2 separate regions of the Mus musculus genome follow, and region 2 is linked to region 1. Evidence: chromatin contacts called from public Hi-C data. All regions are on one chromosome and are shown on one strand. The core of a region is the stretch at or near the end of the contact, and the rest is flanking DNA. Distances in the headings are between cores, read along the strand shown.

What was found. Hi-C and Micro-C count contacts between places; a contact is called where the count stands out from the background.
Region 2: a contact with region 1 is called in a Hi-C map of the N1E-115 cell line, with 1.8 times the contacts expected there. The contact joins the promoter of Begain here to the enhancer-like site in region 1. A contact is called at or near these places in 1 of 39 promoter capture datasets (macrophages), 3 of 484 Hi-C or Micro-C datasets (the N1E-115 cell line, female germline stem cells and spermatogonial stem cells) and 2 of 9 other capture datasets (liver and pancreatic islet).

Annotation. Positions count from the first base shown.
Region 1 is chr12:108,981,772-108,987,166 of GRCm38.p6, forward strand. The region is part of intron 3 of Wdr25 (WD repeat domain 25); the gene reads left to right. Among named protein-coding and RNA genes, the nearest start is that of Gm52002, 61 kb to the right of the region's middle. Within about 2 kb of position 3,165, at least 39 of the 459 cell types and tissues checked have an H3K27ac peak or open chromatin away from gene starts, as enhancers often do. A contact at or near this core is called in the N1E-115 cell line and pancreatic islet, where this site is marked.
Region 2 is chr12:109,065,725-109,071,119 of GRCm38.p6, forward strand. Begain (brain-enriched guanylate kinase-associated) reads right to left here and starts at 2,493. Exons shown (of 7, transcript NM_001163175.1): 1 at 2,402-2,493. The coding sequence starts at 2,443.

The DNA of each region.
Region 1 (5,395 bases), core at 1,915-4,414:
AGAGGCATGGCCCCATTTCTGAGAGCTGACATGCAGTAGGGCGTGGTCAAAGGCACGCCATCTGCCTTGGCTGGGAACGGTGTCTGCGTGGGGGCTCATGTACTGAGGAGTTCTTTTCATTCCATACATTGTTACTTAGTATACACCCACTGTGTGTGAAACCGTGTGAAGGTATGCTGGATGTCTTTTGTCCCCAGAGAGGACACAGTTGATGGGTTGTTTGGAGCAAGCCCAGCCTCAGGGAAGACCTCTGGCCGCTAGGCGAGGCCTCTCCTGTGAGGATAGTTGCCAGTTTCTGTCACTATCCTGGCAAGCATGTGTCCTCGAGGGTGTGGCCTTCTTGGTGGTCTCTTTGTCTATTGCTTGAACAGAGCTGGCTCACATCTGTACAATTGGACAGCTGAGGCTGTTCCCTGCTGGGTCCTCCTATCCTGAATAATGAAGCTCCCAAGGGCTGGCACACCCGTCTCTGGCCCCGTGTCTCGCTAGGACCACTCTTAGCATGTGTGCAGCCCGTGGCCTTGGTCTGGTTCTCACTAGTCTTGTTCTTTCTCTTCCCCAGGTCTGATCTTCCATTTCCTTCCTCTGCCTCTCCCGCCCATGGTCATTTGGCTTTTTCATTTCAATCTAATTAGAGCGCCCTGCCAGGAGAAGGCAGCGTAGGGCACTCTCTCTGCAGTGCTCTGGGAATTAGTCACTCGGTGCCCATTGTCATTAATGGGAATTTGGTGCCAAGGCCATTTATCCTGGTGTCCTCAATCAATACAGTTAAAAATCTGTGGATTCTAAACTGTCAATACCCGGCCTGAAATATGGAGGGCCAGCACCATTTTATCTCGTTAATTTATAGTTCTGACGGGCTGTTGGCTTACAGAACAGCCATGAATCAACACTTAATCAAATCTGCTCACAGATTAATTATTTTTGGCGCTCCTGTTTCCGTCTGCAATCTCCCTAACGAACGTCTCTGCTACATTAGGCACAGGCGGCCTCAGGGAACACTGGCAGATACCACCCAGGCCCTGAGTGTCACTGGCTTTGTTCGTGACCTGTCCTGCATACCAATCAGCTAGTCATCTCCTCAGAGGCCCTCTGGAGCTTTCTCAGCTCTGAAGGCTCCTCTTGCAGATGTCAGCCCCTCAGAGTTGCTCTTCTTGGTGGTGGGTGGCAGCTCCTCTTCTCTATCTGGGGTCTGAGGTAGGTGTGCTGACCCCACAGTCTAGCCCTCTGAAGAACTCTAGGAAGTCTTGGCTAAGGCCATCCCCCCTTCTCTCTGGGATGCTTAGTGTCCTGACTGCCATTACAGATGGTTGTGAGCCACCATGTAGTTGCTGGGATTTGAACTCAGGACCTTCTGGAGAGCAGTCGGTGCTCTTAACCACTGAACCATCTCTCCAGCCCCCCTTGATGACTTTCTTGAGGTCATCCAACTGTTGGTGACAGCTGGATGTAGCTTGGGCTTATGGGGCTGGCAAAGGTATCTTGTCAACACATGGACTAGTGTGCCTTCCCACACCCCTCCCTGTCCTGGACAAACTAGCTTGGCCTAACTTTTGGCAGAGTGCTTGGCTGTCTCCAGGCAGTGTCTCAGCATCTACAGAAAACAGGCTCTGGGAGGATGGAGTGCCTGCAGGATCTTGACTGACCTCTCTGATTGAGTGGCAAGCTGAAGTATGCTTCTTGAGCTGTGGACAGCTATGTTCCAGCAGGAACAGGGCTAGCCCTGACAGTTTCAGAGCTCTTGGTATAGGAAGAGTGAAAAGTGTCCATATGAAGGCCGTGGCGAAGAGGCTTGGAGGAGAGACCATTCGAGAAGGCTCTGTCAGGCTAAGCCTCTGAAGTGCCACTAGCTCCCATGGGTGCTTGAAGCAAGTGGTGTGCCGCAGCCAGGGCCTCTGTAGGTCTTCAAGCTGTGTGGCACACTTGGGTTTCCCCAGCACACTTCAGGAAGACGTTTAGTGCCCCTGAAAACCACAAAGGAAACAGTGAGCGCTGGCTGTTGCAGCCCCCAAGGGGTAGGCTTGTTCTCAGACTGGCATTTGTGTCTGTTTGCCACTGAGGGCTTCTCCAGCAGGGTTCAAATTGATGATGGTCCCTGGCTACTGTCCTTCAGGTACACCTTTGCCCACCCCCACCTTTTTTAGCCATGTCACAAGACCCTTTCTTTAACCCCCTTCTGCATGTGTCTGCCATCTGTGACCCCTTCTCCTGGAAACTAAGCATCCTTTCACTGGCTCCCATCTAGGGAGGGCTTCTTCATCTTCATAAAGCAGTTCTTATCCATAGCTAGGACACTCATGCCAGCCCTCCTTATGAAGAAGATGACACCAGGCCCTGGCACGATTTTATTGATTGAAATGGGCTTACAGTAGCCATGTTTCTCCTCTGTGTGGGCAGCAGCCATCAAGGAACAACTGGTTCTTCTTAGGTTAGGCCCCCTTTGTTGACTGGCCCCGGATCTGAACTCAGTCAGGCCATGTTTGATGTTAGTATGGTGGCTTATGTGTTTCAACAAAGCTGCTTACAGCCAAACACAGCTGGTTTGCAAGCTAACTCCCCACCTCCTAATTTTAAGAAATGCAGTTTTGTCCAGCTTGATAATTGAAAGTGGCTGGGCTTGGAAGGAAAAGAATGGCAGCTGCCAGCTCCTGCAGCCACCATCCATGTGGCCGTACTGTCTGTCAGGTCCAGGGCTTGCTTCTGCTCTTCTGTGTCTGCTCTCACACCCACCCCTGAAGGGCAGTTTTGAGCATGGCTTTGCAGTAAGGCTGTCAGGCTCTGAGCCCAGAGCGTGCCAGTGGGCATGCAGACAAGGCCTACCTGGCCCTCAGCCCGCATCCTGCCTGGCCTCTGCCCCCTTGCCCGCATGGCCCTGATCCTGCTGCACAGAGGGTGATTTGAACGTTAGCAAGCTTCTTTTCTCCTTAACTTTGAGTCAGGATGGTTACATTTACAGCTGGCTGAATACTTCCCAGAGGACGCTGTAACGATATTGATTTTAGCGAGATGAGTCATATGCCTGCTGCCTGGGAACATAGGCTCAATTACCACGGGCCAACAACACAAGCTTTTCCCTGTCAACATTTTCCCTACATGTCCCTGAGTCTGTGGCTAGGAACAAAGAGCCACGGAGGAGGAAAGGTCACGAGTCGCCGGTGGGTCTGGAGGTGGGATGCAGACAGAGGGACTCTGGGGTCAGACGAGCCAGTCAGTGTCTGTGTGGCTGGCCGTAGGGCCAGATGTCCTCTCCCTCACCAGACTCCCTTTCCTCAGCTCCGAGATGCAGATTAGTTCCTGCCCTTACCCAGGATTGCTGTGTGACAAGTGCAGGATCCAACCAGGCCTGCGGGGATAAGCTTACTGTACATGTTGGTCCCCCTTCCCACGTGTGACCTCAGAGTAGCATAGCCAAGGTGAGCTCCCTGCAGGGGGCATGGTCGTCCCTTCTCTTTCAAAGGGATCAGTACTTGGGTTTCACTTCATCTGAAGTGCCATTGATGAGTCAGGAGTGGTCTGGGAGCCAAACATGCTGAGTGAAAATGGAGGTGCATAGGCCCCGACTCAGCATTAGGCTGCCAGATGTTGTCACCCTGGCTACAGGAGGGGCTGCCCCAGGTAAGCTTGATTTCTATCCCAGCGCTCAGTGGTTGCCTGCCTGGGTCACCCAGCCCCTCAGTGGTACTGGATGGAGAAGCTATGGAAGTGGTAGTGTTTGGAGAGTGAGTACTCAGAGTTTCTGTGGAACCCTTGAACCATGGCTTTGCTTTAAAGGACGGTTTATTCTAGGGCTGTGGATTGAACTTGGAGCCTCAGACTCATAAGCAAGGACTCTGTGCTGACACCCCCCCCCCCAAGCCCAGAAACATAGTTTCTATTTGTATCATTATCGATCCAAAAGGGAAAAGAAGTAATTTTTCTTAACTCCAAGAAGATCCAAACAGTTTTTATACTGGTTGAGCTCATTATAACCAGATCAATACAGCCAAGTGCCAATGGATTACATATTTTAAAGCTCAATTTCCTATAAGCCTGCAGTGAATAAACAGAAATTCCTATAACAAGCAGACAAGCAAGATAGTCCCAAGGTGAAAGGTCTGTTACAGCTAGCCCAAGAAGAAGCCCCGCCCAGGGGGAGAACTGATAGACAGGCGACCGTTTGGGGGAGGTGAGAGAGTGCCACGGATTCCAGGAGAAAGACCTTCACCTCAGAGCGGCCAGTGCTCTTGGTCAAGCTTCTCCTTGCTGACTTATCTCCCGCCTTTCCTTTCTGCAAGGCTCCTCAGCAAAGGTGCAAGGCAGCCCAGGCCTGCTGTGTTCTCCAGGCCTCCCGGGAAAGCCCAGCAGTCATTAGTCTCTTAAGGTTCCCATGGTTAAAACCCAGCATCCCTTGGCTTTAGCTTTTAATTTAACCACAGATGAATTCAATAAGTTAGGGTTTAATTTTTCAAACAATAATGGCCCTCTTTGGTTGCTTCCTCCAGAGTGTTTTGCATAGCACTTAACGTTGAGTCCTCCTACCTGCCCGAGATGGCAGTGAAGGACCAACGAAGAGCCGGTCCAGGCCATGGGTCTGTCCGGCTGTCAGCTTATCCATCACCCTGCCTGTCTCCAGCATCCAGCTGGTGACGGTGGTGCTGTGATGCTGATTTCTGAACTGAGTCCTTGAGCAGAGTGGTTTCCTCTAGTGTTTCCCGTTAGGTACCTGCTAGCTTATTAGGAATATTTTAGCTTCGGGTCCCTTTAACAAAGAGGAAAGCAAAGTCCCAGCTCTTAGAAGTAGGAAGTGTACTCGACAGCCTCTTTCTAAGTGGAAAATTTTAATCTTTCAAAGACAGATTTTCTGCATCTTCGGGAGCTGAGGGAAGTGTGCTTTTCTGTTTTTTCTTGTTGGCGGGAAAACGTCAGTCATCCAACAGCTCAGCCCCCCACCCCCTTCTCTGTCGTCAGCAAGGTGCGTCATCACCTTCACACAAACATCTGTTGCCGTTTCAAATGAACATGGCTGGCCCTACACTGTGCTCCGAGGACCCAGGAACGCATCTGCTCCCCTCAGGGAGAGTGTTCCTTTGCTTTGGGTCTGAGGATGGGCAAGTGAGCTCCAGATCTGGGGGTGCAGAGAGGAAGAGACTCTCCCCATTCCATTCAGTGGCTCACTTGCTACCTGTCTGCCAGCTGGGTGTCTGCTCCCTGACTGTAGCCTAAGAGTATGGCCGAGGTTCTGGAGAGATGGCCCAATGGGTAGCGCGCCTGCCTCTCAAGCATGAGGACCTGATTTGGAACCCCGAACTCATGTCAAAGCCAGGTGAGGCAGCTCCTGCCTTAATCCCAGCCCTGAGGAGGCAGAGGCAGAGGCAGGCAAGCGCCCGGACCTGCTGCTGGCTAGCCAGTCTACTGT
Region 2 (5,395 bases), core at 1,243-3,742, 83 kb after region 1:
TCTCTTCACTTCTCTTCTTACCCCATTTCCCAACCTAGTTCAAAGCTTGTTGATCGGACACAACTTCAGCTCACTGGCTCAGCCTAGGGCTGGATAGCTGCTGCATTCCTGAAGGAGATTCCCTCTGAAGCACCATGCTGACTCCCAGGCTCATTTGTTGGCCTCTTCTTGATTAGTAGGACATAGAAATACCTTCCCATTCCCTGCTATGCTGGCTAGGATCTACATCTCTCGTTAGACCATGAGCTCCTGAAGGCTGGTTTGCCTAAGTGATAGTGTGCGTCCAAAGAAACTATGCAAGGTGAGCAGAGAGGATGCCTCAACCCATTCACCCATCTGCCCATTCCTAAGACTGACCCAACAGGGATAGCACCATCCAGCTGCCAGTCACCAGTCACCTGCTGGGGACTGCTCTGAGTCACTCCTCAGGCTGTCCTAGGGGCTTGACCTCTGACACCAGGCTCTGTAGAGGTCACACAGCAAATCAGCCCAGAACAGAGACTGGAACCTAGGGCTTCAAACCCTGTCCAAAGTTCTCCATTAGTCACATGACGAGTTCTGAGGCAGGATGGGAGGTGAGAGGGGACCCTGGGACAACTGTGGACCAACACAGTTTGCAGCTCTGACCATCAGAGTCTTAAACTGGAAGGGCTGCCCTGGCCTTTGACTGAACATTTCTGCAGGATGCTTTTTGTGGTTCTCAGACTCACGCCTTCTCACTCCCTGCAAGCCTCTTCCTGCTAACCCAGTGCTAACTTCATCTCCCCCAGCTTAGCCTGTGGGTCTTCTCCTGGAAGCTGTGGGGAATTCTTGTGGACTGTGTCCAAGCCCTGCTGACTGACTGCTGTCCCTCTCTCCCATCCACTCATTCATTCACTTATCCGTCCATTCACTCTCCGGGATGCTGCTACGGGGATGGTGCTAATGACGATACCCAGTACACAGTCAGTATTCTATAAATGGCAGCCACTGCAGGCCAACCAGATGCTCAAGGCCGAGAGAGAGAGAGAGAGAGAGAGAGAGAGAGAGAGAGAGAGAGAGAGAGAGAAGAGAGAGACAGAGAGAGAGACAGAGAGAGAGACAGAGAGAGAAAGAGAAAGTAAGTCCTTGTCCGGACTGCTTCACACTGAATTCTGCTCTTGGCCTATGTGGGTCCCTCACCTGACCTCCAGCCTATGAGAAGTTCTTACAGGCCATGGCCCCAGGCATCCCTGACTTCCCACTTCACTACTCAGGAGCCAGCACACAGAGCAGGCCACAGGAATGAACACATGTGAGACAGGAACTTGGGAGGGTCCTTGGTGCTGCTCAGGAGCCCCTCGCCCTGCGCCTGCATCTGCCACTGTGCTTGCTTTCCAGAGCCGCCCTGATTATAGTGAGCTGTGGGAAAATTAAGGGTTTGCAGGAGGCTGCCAGGCCCTGCTGCTGCCTCCCCGCCCTGCTTGTCACAGATGCCAGGCAGAGCCGTCCCCAAAGGCCACTTGCCCTACTGGGCTGCCCAGACACAGCACAGAAAAGGGGCTTCCTCCTAGAGACCTTCTCATAGCCTAGACTTGAGAGTAGCAAAGACCACTTACTCCTGGACAGTGGGGGAACTGAGGCCCAGAGAACCTAAGAGAGCATCCCATGGCCTCCAGGGGCCCAGGGTATTGGGACCTCAGGATAAGGGAATCCAGAAAGATGATGTCCCCCACATGTGCCCAGGGACTGCACTGGTGGACCAACCCTGGGCATCAGGGTTGCACACCTGCATGGCTCCTGTCTGTCTCTTGCAGCCAGCCCTTGCTCCAGGGGACCTTCCCAGCTCCCATCCTGCTCCCTCAGGAGATTCCGAGATGTCGCCCACGCAGCTCTTGCCCCAAAGGAACCTTGTTCTGATGGGGTGGGCACACACGAGGAATGAAACACCTCTAAACCAGGCAGGAAACGGAAATGCTAGGGGCAGAAATTCCCAGCCAACGTGCAGGGGCTCTGTGAGCAGGTCAGCGCCTGCAGAGTGGCCCTGCCTGCCCAGCCTCAGTTTCCTCGCCTGTCCATGGGGAGGACTGCTGGCGGCCTGCTAGGGCGGCCGGAGATGAAGGTGCCCGAGGCATGCGCGGGCCCACGCGCGGCCCACGCTCGGGAAGCGGTCCCTGGCCAGTCTCCTTCCGGCTCTGCGGCCTCTCCAGGGCCGCCCCCCGAACGGGGTGGGCTCAGCCGGGCCCCCTACACCCGCCTTCCGCAAGTCCTCAGGCCGCACGCGCAAAGCAGCCGCGGAGGCCCGGCCGCCCCGCCCCGCGCGAGGGCCCCGGGCCCCGGCGCCACCCAGGGCCGCCGCGGGCGCGCGCAGGGACCGCCCCAGCGTGGTGCCCGCCGCCCAGCCCCGCCCCGCGCCCTGCCAGCCCGGCTCTCGGGTACTCACCGCCCGGCGAAGCCGGCCCGGCCGCCGGCCACCCGTCCACATGGCCCCGGCTCTGCGCGCCCGAGCCCGCGGCCGGGGCTCCCCAGCGCCCCGCTTCCCGCAGGGAGCGCCCGCCCCCCGCCCCCGGCCCGGCTCCCCGCCAGCCCCGGCCCCGCGCAGCCGCGGCTGCTCCGGCGCTTCCCCGCGCCGCGCCGGGCAGGGCGCACGTGGTGGGCGCGGGGCGCACAGGGCGCGGAATGGCGGCGCGCGGGGTGAATGAGTCCCGCGCGCATGAATGGCGGCGGGCATGAATGGAGGAGTGTGGGGTGCAACGCCTTGTGTCCCGGGCCCTGCTTGGGGGTGGGGTACCAGCATTTAGTAGGTACCTGCTGTGTACCGGCCACTCAGGTCCCCAGGGACTGACTTGGCAGTGAGAGACAGGTCCCTGCCCTCAGGGACCTTGCAGTTTACAGACAGGACAGTGACTTCCAAGGGTGTAGTCCACTGCTCTGCCCTTCAAGTTCTGGCCGATGCCTAGCCCCCATACCTGTCATGGGTTCCTTAAACTGCAGCAGCCCCCCTATATACTTCCAAGACTGGCCTGTAAATCTCTGTCTGGGAGCTCCATAATAGTGGAGGGGCTCCTTCTTTCCAAGAAGTAATCCAAAAGGAATCATGACTTCAGGAGGGCAACTGTGACTGTGGTAGAGCATCCCTCTCTGGCCCCAGTAGCGCTCAGGACTTGTCAGGTTATTCTGGCCCTGGGTGAGACACTGGCATAGTGGTGCTGATAGTCCCAACCAAACTGGAGCACGTATGGAAGCTAACTAGCATAAGTCCCGAGAAACCAGGGTCCCCCTTCTGCCCCGGGAGCATCTTTCCAGTCTAGTAGAGTCAATCACATGGGGCCAGGAAGGATCTGGGGTGGGGGAAAAAGACAGCAGAGCCTACCTTTGGCTTCTCTCAGGGCCTGTGGGCTGAACGGTTGAGTGTTAATGGTTTCCGAGGGAGATAAGGGGATACTAGCAGCGACTACAGCACGTATGTTGACATTGTACTGTGGTAAACATACATGTCAAGAGTTAGCATTTTAATCACCTTTAAGTGTACGGTCCAGGGGCAGCGAGGACATCCATGCTGTCACGGGGCTGTCACCACCATCCACCCCTCGGCCTTATGTGCTGTGTACATTGCAGCTTCTCTCTCCTTTAATTAGGGGAGTAGCTGGTGCACTCAGGCACTGTGACAGCACAGGAAAAGTGTGCTGACAGCGAAGGAAGAGAGAGAGGCAATAAAAGTGAGTCTCCAGGAGGAACAGGCAGACACGGGGGTGGGGGTGGGGTAGAAGTTAGGAGTGTCCCTTATCTTCCCCAGGGACATTACTCTGTAATAGGTGTGGAAGGGGAGGGTTCAGTGAGCCTCAGGATGCTCCTCCTAACTCTAGGAGTATGGACCACAACTGAGGCAGGTACAAGAAGGCAGCCCTGGCCCACGGTGGCCAGCTTATGCTAACTTCTGACTCACTGTGGATGTGTCTCTTGCTCTGGGGATCTGAGTTAACCCATGCTGAAGTTAGAGGTAGCATGGGCCACCAATCCTGATCACTGCGGTCCTCCTGACAGAGATGGAACAGTCCTTAAAGTCCTACTTTCCCCCATACAGGCCTCCAAAGGCCTGAAGGGAAAAACAGAGAACACAGATGTAGCCCATAGAACTGGGTTCTGTCTATATTTCCTGCCCTGGGCTGTAGCCTTCCCTTAGAGATGGGTCCTGCTCAGGTGAAGCCAGAACGCTGTTCTCCTCTGCCCTGCCTCCTCTGCTGCCAATGCACAGATGGCTAGAGAGGAAGGGGAGGGGCCAATGGCTCCTGCCTGCTATACTTCGGAAGTCTTCAGACTCAGGCCAGGCTTGCTTGGGAAGGCTTCAACCTTCAACTCTAGAGTTGTTCCTAAGGTCTTGTTTCATCCCTCCCTCACTAGACTCCCTTCATCTCCCACCAGTGGGAGGGGACAGGGAGACAGCTGTCCCTGGCTGTGGGTCTTTTGTCCCTGTCACACTCCATGTGAAAGGTGGTACTGCTCCCTTTGCAGACAGTACAACGGAAGCTTAGAGGTTATGCCCCTTCCCAGAGGCCACTAGCAAGGAGAAAGCTGATCAAGGATTTGAGCACATCGTTCGTCTGGCCCAGTGCCCCTATCCATGTCTGACCTTCTCCCAGGTAGAGGAAAGCCTAGGGGTGTCACCTGAAGAGCATCCCAACAGTTGAGAGCCCAGGGCTTTTGCGTTCAGAACAGCAGAGCATAGTAACCCAGGAGGAACTTCCTAGAGGAGGCCTGTCTTCAGCTGGGGTGGACGTGGGGAACACTACCCCGTGTGGTAGAGGCCTTGGTCCTCAGTTCCTGTCCCCAACCCTCATCAGCTTTCCAGATGTCTGGACACTAGGGTTCCATAACTGTCCCAGCATACTTGTGCCATCTAGGGAGCAGAAGACCGGCTGTTCCTCCAGAAGTATATTGTTGGACTTGGCCAGCCGCAGGAGAGACCCCACCCCAGCGAAGCATTTGTCTCAGTGAGGCCCGTTCATCCATGGTCCCTCTTCCTCCTTTCTGGTCACTCACTGCACACCTGAGACCGTCACAGGGTTGTGCCTTTTGCCACACTGTGGGTCTTACAGGCAAGGTTCCTGCTGTCTCCCCAAACCTACAGCAAGGAACCTGGTTCCCACCTCAGGCTCAGGAGTCTCTTCTGTCTCCAGGTTGCCCTTCCATCTCCATCCACCCACAGACATGCTTACTGTATCCTCATCAAACAAGAGACAACATCCCAGTGAGGAGAACTCCTGGAATGGCCTCAGCTTTGTCCAGATCCCCAACTTTCTGGTCCCAAGGAGAGACTTGATTTTCCCTCCCAACTTCCAAAACCTTCACAATCTTGTCTCCTGGCAAGAGTGTGGCTCCACTTGGGTGCGTCGTGGTCTAAATATCCCTGCGTCTTCCATTCTCACTCAGGACAGCT